Linked DNA regions of Mus musculus: all the other regions are linked to region 3. A link is a contact called in public ChIA-PET and Hi-C data. All regions are on one chromosome and are shown on one strand. Each heading gives the region's core, a stretch centred on a gene start, on an enhancer-like site or on the middle of the called end of the contact. The rest is flanking DNA. Distances are from core to core; before and after follow the strand shown.

What was found. Hi-C and Micro-C count contacts between places; a contact is called where the count stands out from the background. ChIA-PET counts read pairs in DNA pulled down with a chosen protein or histone mark.
Region 1: a contact with region 3 is called in an RNA polymerase II ChIA-PET map of effector CD8 T cells, with 5 read pairs. The contact joins the enhancer-like site here to the promoter of Arfgef2 in region 3. A contact is called at or near these places in 4 of 39 promoter capture datasets (the 3T3-L1 cell line, embryonic stem cells, hippocampal neurons and 1 more), 4 of 115 datasets of contacts at active chromatin or transcription factors (bone marrow-derived macrophages, effector CD8 T cells and stem cell-derived neural progenitor cells) and 2 of 9 other capture datasets (liver and macrophages).
Region 2: a Hi-C map of CD8 T cells shows a contact between it and region 3, with 4 times the contacts expected there. The contact joins the promoter of Slc9a8 here to the promoter of Arfgef2 in region 3. A contact is called at or near these places in 2 of 39 promoter capture datasets (liver and pre-B cells), 1 of 484 Hi-C or Micro-C datasets (CD8 T cells) and 1 of 115 datasets of contacts at active chromatin or transcription factors (memory CD8 T cells).

The regions. Positions count from the first base shown.
Region 1 is chr2:166,225,903-166,229,138 of GRCm38.p6, forward strand. No RefSeq gene overlaps it. Among named protein-coding and RNA genes, the nearest start is that of Gm30536, 33 kb to the left of the region's middle. Within about 2 kb of position 1,834, at least 37 of the 459 cell types and tissues checked have an H3K27ac peak or open chromatin away from gene starts, as enhancers often do. A contact at or near this core is called in bone marrow-derived macrophages and effector CD8 T cells, where this site is marked.
Region 2 is chr2:167,419,993-167,423,220 of GRCm38.p6, forward strand. It overlaps Slc9a8 (solute carrier family 9 (sodium/hydrogen exchanger), member 8), which reads left to right and starts at 1,718. Exons shown (of 17, transcript NM_148929.3): 1 at 1,718-1,773. The coding sequence starts at 1,760.
Region 3 is chr2:166,803,981-166,806,964 of GRCm38.p6, forward strand. Arfgef2 (ADP-ribosylation factor guanine nucleotide-exchange factor 2 (brefeldin A-inhibited)) reads left to right here and starts at 1,601. Exons shown (of 39, transcript NM_001085495.2): 1 at 1,601-1,855. The coding sequence starts at 1,735.

The sequences.
Region 1 (3,236 bases), core at 584-3,083, 580 kb before region 3:
TTTAAAAATATATCTGGTTCTTATCAGGTTCTTGCCGAACTGGTAAATCTTTACATAGGCCTATGCCAGTAGATCGTTTATCAGCCTGTTTTTCATTACTGTAACGAAATACCTGAGGCTGGATCGCTGTAAAGGAAAGAAATGTTTTATTTGATTCACACTTTGGAGGATGAAAACTCAAACAGCACAGCGCTGGCTCTGGTGAGGGCTGCTGGGTAGTGTGGCTAGTGACAGATGGCATCATGGGTGGGGGTGGGGGGACGGGGGATACATTTGAGAGGGAGAGACAGGAAGCCTGAGAGAGGAAGTGAGCTGGTGACAACCTCCCACTAGCTCCACCTCTTAAAGGGGCTAATCACCACATCACATGAGCTCGGTTACATAAACACAGATCTTGTGTCAGACTTGTGACAAATCATGGGTGGCATGTCCCATCAAGCATTTGTTACAATAGGAAAGTGAGGGCTCCACTCTAGCCACCTCAAAACAGTAGAGTTTCACTACTGGAGGCAGGTCGAAGGTCCTGGAGGAGGTTTTCAAGGATTCCCGCTGTGTGGATCAATTCTTGGTAGATCAGCAGGGTCCTTGCTGGGGATAGGCCAAGCAGGTGTGAGGTGGGGATTCTTGCAGGGATGCAGGTCTGGTGAGGCCAGGGTCAAAGTTCAAAGTTCAGGCCTGGTTGCAAAGAAGCCTAGAGGACCTGGCTAAAACTTGGTGAATGAGAGTAGTTGTCCAAGGATGAACTAAATGTTCTTTTGCCCCAGATTAATAGATTTTTCCTCCCCTGTGTGTGTGTGTGTGTGTGAGTGTGTAGGATGTCTTCTGGTGTTTTGCTCTATGTCTTGGTCTTGGTCTATGGTCTTGCTAGCCAGCCAGACCCTGAGATCCTCCTGTCTCCCATGCCCACGGTACTGGGGTGTGAGGCACACTTACAGCCATGTCTGACCTTTTACATGGGAGCTGGGAATTCCAACTCAGGTCCTCCTTGGCCACTCCAGTGCACTTCATTAACATTCTTTGTAGGCCTTTCTCCCTGCCCCCCTCTACTGGGGATTGAACCTGCGACCCTATGCATGCTGGTGGAGCACTCCCCACCCCCAGTTGGTGGGGCACTCCCCACCCCCAGCAGACCTTTCAGCCTTTTCAATGGTATTTCTGTTCATGGTTTGTTTTCTTTCGTTTTGGGTCAGGGCTCTCTGTGAGCAACAGGAACAGATTTGGCCACAGAGGGGCCAGTTTCAACTGCTTGTGATGTTTTGGTCACCCCACTTAATGAGCAGCTTCCAGGAAGAAAGCACACATTGCCTGGGTGAGGGGCCAGTCACCCTGATTGGCAGGCCTTCCTGAGTGTGTGGGGGAAGGCCTTGTTCTCCTGAAAAGAACTGGGCTCTTGTTATCGGGGAGAGAAACACAGAAGCTGTAGGCCATGGGAAGGTGGCTGCCTGCCCTCCCACACTATTAGCTCTCCGTCCACCCTTCCTCCTACATCTTATCTCAGGATGCTCTCTTACTGCAGAATGAGGTATAGAAACAGAATAACCAGTATAGGCACCATTAACGCTATACTCAAGAACAGATCAAAGGAACTGACTCGCAGGACACTGCTTAGAGTAGAAAAAGGACAATATTAGTATGCAAAAAAAAAAGTATCTAAACACTTCTGTGATGTGAGGCTCCTAAGAGATGTGTGAACCTGTGGCTTTAAAAGCAGCAAGATGTCAACCTCAGACACTACCTGCTTGAGACCTCAGGAGACTCAGGACAGGCGTGGGGTGGCCACAGGGCGTGACACACTCCACAGACATCAAAGAAACACCAAGCGCCGAGGGATGGCTGGCTGGGAAAGTCCCTGCCCAGTCGGTGTAAGCATGAGAACATAGAGAGAAGCTGGTGCAGTGGGGTGAGCCTGGAATCTCAGTACTGGCAAGGTGGGGACAGGAGGATCCCTGGGGGCTCAACAGCCAGACAGCTTAGTCTACTTGAATTGTCTCTAAAATCTTCCCAGATCTTTCACTAGCTACTGAGTTAAATAAAATTTTGACACATGGTTATTTGATGTTTGTGAAATAGTTATGACTTTATCTTTGAGAAACTGGTTCAAACACGGCAGAGATGAATCTCCAACTTTTTAAAAGTTCTTCCCTTTACTATATATTTTTTTAAAAAAATTATTCTCATCAAATATTCAGAAACATTAAACAAACAAAAACTACCCCGAAGTTCAGTGTGGATGCAGAAGGATGCAATGTTTGTATTCATGAGCGGAGGAGTTGTGCCCTGGGCTTTGTGGATCCTAGAAAACCCCTCTGGCTACACCTCCTTCTCTTGTCTGCTCCTCCAGGCTGGTCATCCCAGTAGATCACCACTATAGATCACCCCTGTAGATCTCCACTATAGATCACCCCTTTCCTCCCTCTCATAGGCTAAGCTCATGGCCATCTTAGGCTGTGGCTTCTGTATGTCATCTCTGGAAGCCAAGAACTGTGTTCTCCCTATTTGCCATCCACCCAGGCTCCCTCTGCATCGCCCCCCCCCCCCCCCCGTGAGCTCAAGTCTGCAATGGATGCTGTGGCCTGTGCTTTTGGGCAGAGACGGAGGTGCGTAGAGACACTCTGTCACGCTCATTGGATGGATGTGGATCTGCCAGCTGAGACCTTCCTCCTGGGCTCAGCTGAGTCATTTCCCCTTCCCATTTTGGCCTCAAGGCCGTGTCCACAGGCTTTCTGAACCCTCCTCTCCAGAGGGATGGATTAGGTTGGGTTGGGTTGGGTTGGTCAAGGGCAAAGTCAGGGCACACAATCCTCCTAGAGCTGATCTTCTCCAAGGGGGAAGTGGACATCAAATACCTGGCTTGTGTCTCCTGGGCTCCTCGGTGCCCTCCTACCTGGCTTTGTCATTACTTTGATCCTTTGATCAAACAATTTCTGAATGTGTGTGGGGCTTAGGGTTTGAAAGCCAGAGCCAGGCACCAGGCATGTGGGGATATGATGGACAGAGACTGGGGGCCCGGTAGGGAGGGGGTGAGTCACAGAGTCTGGATAGGGGACATATGAGAGTCTAGTGGAAGCAACAGAGAGGGAAAATCACCTTGACAGAGGGACCAGCTTCTGCTGATGGGAAAGCTGGAGAGTGAATGAAATTTGCAGTGACTCAGTTTTCCACGCCAGCTCAGTGGAACTCAACAAACCCAACTCAGCACAGTCCAGCCCAACTGGTTACAACCGATCAGATCCTTC
Region 2 (3,228 bases), core at 468-2,967, 620 kb after region 3:
AATGCCCTACAGCAGAATCTTATGGAGACATTTCCTCCATTGATGGTCTCTCTCTCTCCATGATTCTAGCTTTTGTCAAGTTGACAAAGAATCCAGCAGTGTGTGTGCATGTCATATCCATGTGTGGAGAATTTGCAAGGGTCAGTTCTCTCTCACCATGTGTGTCACAGAAACTAAGCTAAGGTCATTCGGCTGGTGGCATGAGCTGTTACCCAGAATCATCTCAGCAGTCTTAGTTTTAATATCCATATATGAAAATTTTTTTACGTGGGCAGCCTTCTTGGCACACATTAATTGTGCTGGAATTTTTGTTCTCAGCTAATGTGTGAGGCTTCCCTTGTTCGTTTAATTTTATCTTGCCTTATACCTGGCTTTCCTAGTTCCTTTGTATAGTCTGAACCCCACAAGGTACATCTCAGCATACAGTAGGTCTCTACAGAGAACTTGGGCATGTTAGCTGAATGGAAGACCACCTGCCTGCCATATGTGTTGCCCTAGGTTCCACCCCTGTACAGAAGTAGACAGATGCCTGAATGGGGGTGGGGAGGGGTGTCTCTCACCCTCCAGTCCCAACTGCTCAAGAGGATGAGACAGAAGGATCGTTCTTTGGGAAAGTGACATATCTGTTAAGCGTTATTAAGTGGGGGGGGGGGGGGGAACTACCTAGGGTGGAAGGGGCCCTGAAGGAGAACACCCAGAAGGTCCCATAAAGACCTCAGCAGTACCAGGCCAGTTTTAAGCAATACAGACTAGACAGTTCAAGTTATCTTCGGTGTTGAAAGCCCAGTGGGCAATGCGCTTGCTACGCAAGCACGAGGACCTCAGTTGGTATTCCCAACATCCACACAGAAGCCAGGGATAGCTGTTGGCATCTGTAACCATAGGGACAGGGAGACTGAGAAGGAGGATCCCTGGGAGTTGTTGGCTAGCCACTATGTCGCGTCCCTAGTTTCAGGTTCACTGTCTCATAACTAAGGTGGAGCGTGAGTAAGGAAGACATCTGATAACCTGGGACCTCCTAATGTACCCCACCCACCCCCGCACACACAAAGGTTAAGAAAAATTTGTTGGGATAGTTCAATGAGTAAAGGCGGTGCCGCCAACCCGTATTACCAGAGTTCAATGCCGAGGACCAACACGGAGGAAGGCGAGAATGAAACCCCTCAAGTTGTCCTGGATCTCATTTTCACATCTACCACACCAACCAATAAACCAATGGGGAATGTCCAACCTCTGCCTTGCTAGCTCTCAACTTTTATAATCGGAGTAAGTACACTGTCTAGCGTTTCAAAGACCCTCTGTCTACTCTCCCCACAGCAGGGGAAACTGAGGCCGCCTCGGAACGCGCCTGCGGACTCCCTCCGCTCCGCACAGCCGGCCCGGACGCCCAGAGAAACCACTTTCCCCCATTCTGAGCCCTGGGATTCTCACGCGGGGCGGACGGCTTGGCTCACAGCTGAGTCACCCAGATCTCAAAAGTTTCCTCCAAATCTTTCCCGCCCGGGGACCGGAAAAAAAAAAAAAAAAAAAAGTCCGGATGTCCCAAGGCCAGATCGTCACACAGCCTGGCCGGAAAAAGCCCACAGAAAGCCCCAGAGGTCGTCCCACTCCCAGGCCACAGAGAGGACAGCGCAGAGGGTCGCCCTGGGAGGCCAAGCCCCGCCCCTGCCCGCAGCGGAAACCGGAAGCAGCCGCCGGCCCCGCTAGCCCTGCGGCGCCGAACTCTGTAGTCTCGGAAGCTCGCAGGATAGGGGAGAAGATGGCGGAGGAGGAGTGAGTGCGCGGCTTCGGGTAGCGGAGGCGGCAGGGCCGGGCCGGCGGGCGACAGCGGGCCTGGAGCGCCCGGGTGGAGTGGCGCGGGCCCACCTAGCCAGGGTTGGCGGGGGGCGGGATGAGAACATGGGCCCTGAGGCCTCCCGGAGGTCCGACATTGCTGACCACGCGCAGGCCTGGCGGAAGCCGCGAACGTCCTTCCTGCTCCCGGTTTCCGGTTATCTCAGGGTTCCCTGGCTCTCCTCCTCCTGATCCAGGAAGTTCTCCCGTTGCCACGAGCAGCCCCTGGCATCCCCCGTAACCATCAGCAACCTTCATTGTTCTTGTCTGCCCCCAGCAGGTTTCTTTGATTCATTGACTGCTAGTTGACCGTTTTTCTCGGCCCTGGGCGTCAGGAGCCGCCCGCAGGGAGCCGCCACGAGGCTTTAGTGGGAGACTTTTGTGTGGACTGGGTGTTTTTGGACCTTGCCAGATGCTTGGATGGAAATTGGGTAGCATGAGGGAAGAGGAGCCCACCCTAGGTGGGAGAAAGACGTCTCGTGACCCGCAGCTTGAAATCTTAGAGGAGAGATGGGGAAGATGACGTGTTAAAAAGGCCCGAGTCCATCTTCATGCTTGGCAGGACACTGTTGTGTGTTACAAATTCTCTCTTTGAAATGAGCCCCAGAAAATTAACAAGGAACCCCTTAATTGATACCGAACTTTAACTAAGAGCATTTCAGGTAGCTCTTCGGCCACTGAGGAGCGAAAGTCATTAGATCTTGTTGTGTAGCTGTACTGTCCCAGACATTCACATAGTCTCAGCAGGACAAGATAAAAGAGGTAATACAGAGCCAAATGCTTTGAGATGTGGGCTTGAAGCTTGATCAGTTTATGGGGTCCTGGAATGAGGCAGTGCTCAGTGGTCACAATTCCATCACTACTACATTAGTTTACAGACCTAACCTTAAGAGCACAGGCGGAAGCCTTGCATAGAGTGGGATGTTCCAGAGCAGGAAACTTGAGCCATTTGAGATTCCAGAAGGGTTTGGTAGGGTAGGTTAGGGCATTCTAGGGAGAAAAACGGGGCAGATTCAGCTGACTTGGTCAGTTAAAGGCTGGAATCTTGCCCACCATTCCTGAGGTCAATCCCTAGTTTAGTCAAACACACACACTGCACCCAAAATTCAAGGAGATTGTAGACTAGGAAAGTAAATAATACTGAAACTGGGGTGTAGGGAGACTCCAGTTCCACCCTAGAAGTCTGTTTGTGTTTTTCTTTTTGAGACAGGTTCATGTAGCCCATAAAACTGGTCCTCACTGAGTATCAGTATGTAGGCCAGGGTGACCTTGGTCTTGAACTCTTAGCTTTCCTGCATCTGTCTCCCAAGTGCAGAGATTACAGGCATGGATTAACATACCCTGCTACCCTCGTTAAGTTCAAGGGGCAGAGAGCATCCTCCTCCCCCCAACCCC
Region 3 (2,984 bases), core at 351-2,850:
AGTTGTTGGTAGCATTGGCACAGACTGGCACTTAGAAAGCAGATGTTCAGGTGTGGTGGCTTCCTCCTACAATCCCAGCTCAGGAGGGTGATAAGTTATTTCCCTGCCGGTGAATTGAGCCAATTCAAGAGAGGTAAGATTATATTAAATGTAGGTTTCCTGGGAAGCTGCGAAGCTGCTCTCAGTTGAGTTCACTGGTCCTGAGGAAGGAGGCAAGGCAAGTCGCCATGGGAAGAGAGGAAGAGTGCTTGCAGAGAGAGAGAGAAAGAGAGAGAGAGAGAGAGAGAGAGAGAGAGAGAGAAGCCAAAATGTCTGGAAGAGCCTCTGCCTCTGAGTGAAAAGGAAGGAGAAGGGCAGCCCAACCCTTGTGCTGGAAAGTTCAGGGTTGGGAGCAGGGGATGCCAGGTAGGGACTGAGGGATGCTGGGAGAACCTGGAGGCCAGGTCAGCTTTGGTATGTAAAATATGCAACTCAGTCCCTCATCCCAGAGAGGACATTGAGTTCAAGGTCAAGGACAGCCGGCGATACACATCAGGATTGTATCAAAACAACAACAACAAACAAAACAAACAAGTAAAACTCTAGCGACAGAAGGATTACTTCTTACAAACTGGCCCGCCAGGAGCTCTCTCTCCTGTGGCAGCAGGACTGTGTCCAGGGCTGGTGTGGTTTGCTGTCAGAGATACAAATCTGGAAGAGATAGACACCGTGAATATACCTTCCAGCCTACCCTTCTTTCCCCTCCCCTCCTCTCTCTTCTCTCTTCCCTTCTGGCTTCATCCTCAGTCCTGGTTCTTAACTTCCCTGAGCCTCCTTTCCATCCCTGATTTCTCTGCCCTTCCTGGATCCGGCATCTGACCTTCCCTACTCTCTGTCACCTCTCTCATTCCATTCACTTCCTTTTGCCCATCTCTCTTCTCTCGACTATTATTACTCTCACTAATTCTTTTTTTTAAAGATTTATTTATTTATTTATTTATTTATTTATTTATTATGTGTACACTGTAGCTGTCTTCAGACACTCCAGAAGAAGGCATCAGATTTCATTACGGGTGGTTGTGAGCCACCATGTGGTTGCTGGGATTTGAACTCAGGACCTTTGGAAGAGCAGTCGGTGCTCTTAAACACTGAGCTATCTCACCAGCCCTCACTAATTCTTTTTACGATTTTTTTCTTTCCCCTTTACTCCCTCTTTCGCTTTTCTCAGCATATCTAGCGCATGCTCTTAGTCTCTTCCTACCTCCGATCACTTGCATCTTTCCTTCAGGGCTGCCCATGTCTATAGGCTTTGACCTGCATTTTCTTCCCCTTCATAGTCATTGACCATCACTCCCCTACCTGGCCCGGTTATACTACTTAGACACGCCCGGACCAGCACCACTCGCGTAGGCCCCGCCCCAACCGAACAGACCACGCCCCACCACAGGTCTACTGCCCCGCCCACCCGCCCCACCCACAGAACTCCACCCCACTCTGGCTCCGCCTCCCGGCCGGCCCCCCACCCTTGGGGTCACAGGGTCGACCGACGCTCAGCAGACGCAGCGACACCGCCAGTCACGTGGTCACGTGACGCGCTGCAACTTGGCGGCGCCGTGGGGCCGGGGCGTCTCTTCCTGACAGGGCGGCGCGCACGGACGCGGCCGGTGCCGGCCGGGTCGCCGGGCCCTCAGCCTCGCTCTCCTGCTCGCTCGCACCGCCGGCTCGCGGGGTCGCCGGCCCCCGCAGGCCGGGGCCATGCAGGAAAGCCAGACCAAGAGCATGTTCGTGTCCCGGGCCCTGGAGAAGATCCTAGCTGACAAGGAGGTGAAGCGGCCCCAGCACTCCCAGCTGCGTAGGGCCTGCCAGGTGGCGCTCGGTGAGTGAGCCACCCCGGCCTGGCCCGCGCCGGCTTCCCCACGCCGGCCGTTACCCTCCGGGCCTGCTGCCCTCCACTCCTCCCAGCCCGAATCCCACCCTCCCGTCCTCTTCCGCTCGCTGTCCCCGTGGGAGCTGGTGTTGGGGCGGCCGAGACTGGCCCAAGGTCACCTAGCAAGTTGGTGACAGCCACGGCTGGTTTTCCAGCTTCCCTGCCTGGGGCCCTTGCCACGACTCCTTGTCCCGTTTCCTGGTTCCTCCCCTCACCATCTCCAAGTCCTCTGAAGCAGTAGCTCTCGATCTTAAGTTTTTCCTTCAGCGCCACTATGCTGGTTGGGGGCTCTCCCACGGGAGCGATCAGAGCAGGTCAGAGAGCTGCCCGGTTGGTGCCGAGGAACCCCGGAGGCTTGTTTGGGAAATGTCTCACTGGAGAACATTGGGGTTCCCAGGGCGCTTCGCCTGGAAGGGATGTAAGATGATCTATATTTCAGGCATTGGACAGCGTGTACGACTTCTACTCATTTTAGGGCGGGTCCCTAAAATAAAGGTTCTGTAGAGCAAAGATACTTGTCTGATTGCTTCAATGCGGTGTCCTGTGCATTTATGACAGTGCTTCGCACACAGTAGTTGCTCAGTAAATATTTGCTGGTTGAATGGATCCATGGATTGTGGAAAGACAGAAGTCTCTAGCTCCTAACTAGGTAAAAGCTCGGTAGTTGACACCAACATCAGTCTCCTATCTTTAGTTACTTCTCGAGAGCCTGTGTAGCAGGTACTGAGGAGATGTCTATGAAGGAGAAATGGAATCCTTTGTCCCTGTGGATCTTCTTAGGTTCTGATAGAGCAGACAAAACAGTACTAATAAGTACTGCTGTCAGAAAAAAGACTTAAGTGATACAGAGGACCTGAGGTCTGCTTTAGGTTGGATGGTCAGGAAAGTAGTCTTGTCTGAAAGTGTGACATTTGAGCCCAGGTCTGAAAGGTAAGAAATGTCGACTGTGTGGAGGTTCAAGAGGAAAAAAGTTGTGGACGGAGAGCGTCAGGACATTTGACCAGAGCTGTCTCCCTGTGAATTCATCGCCCTGTGCAATCCATGGGATTTGGTTAAAAGGCCTGTTGTCCTAAAAGGT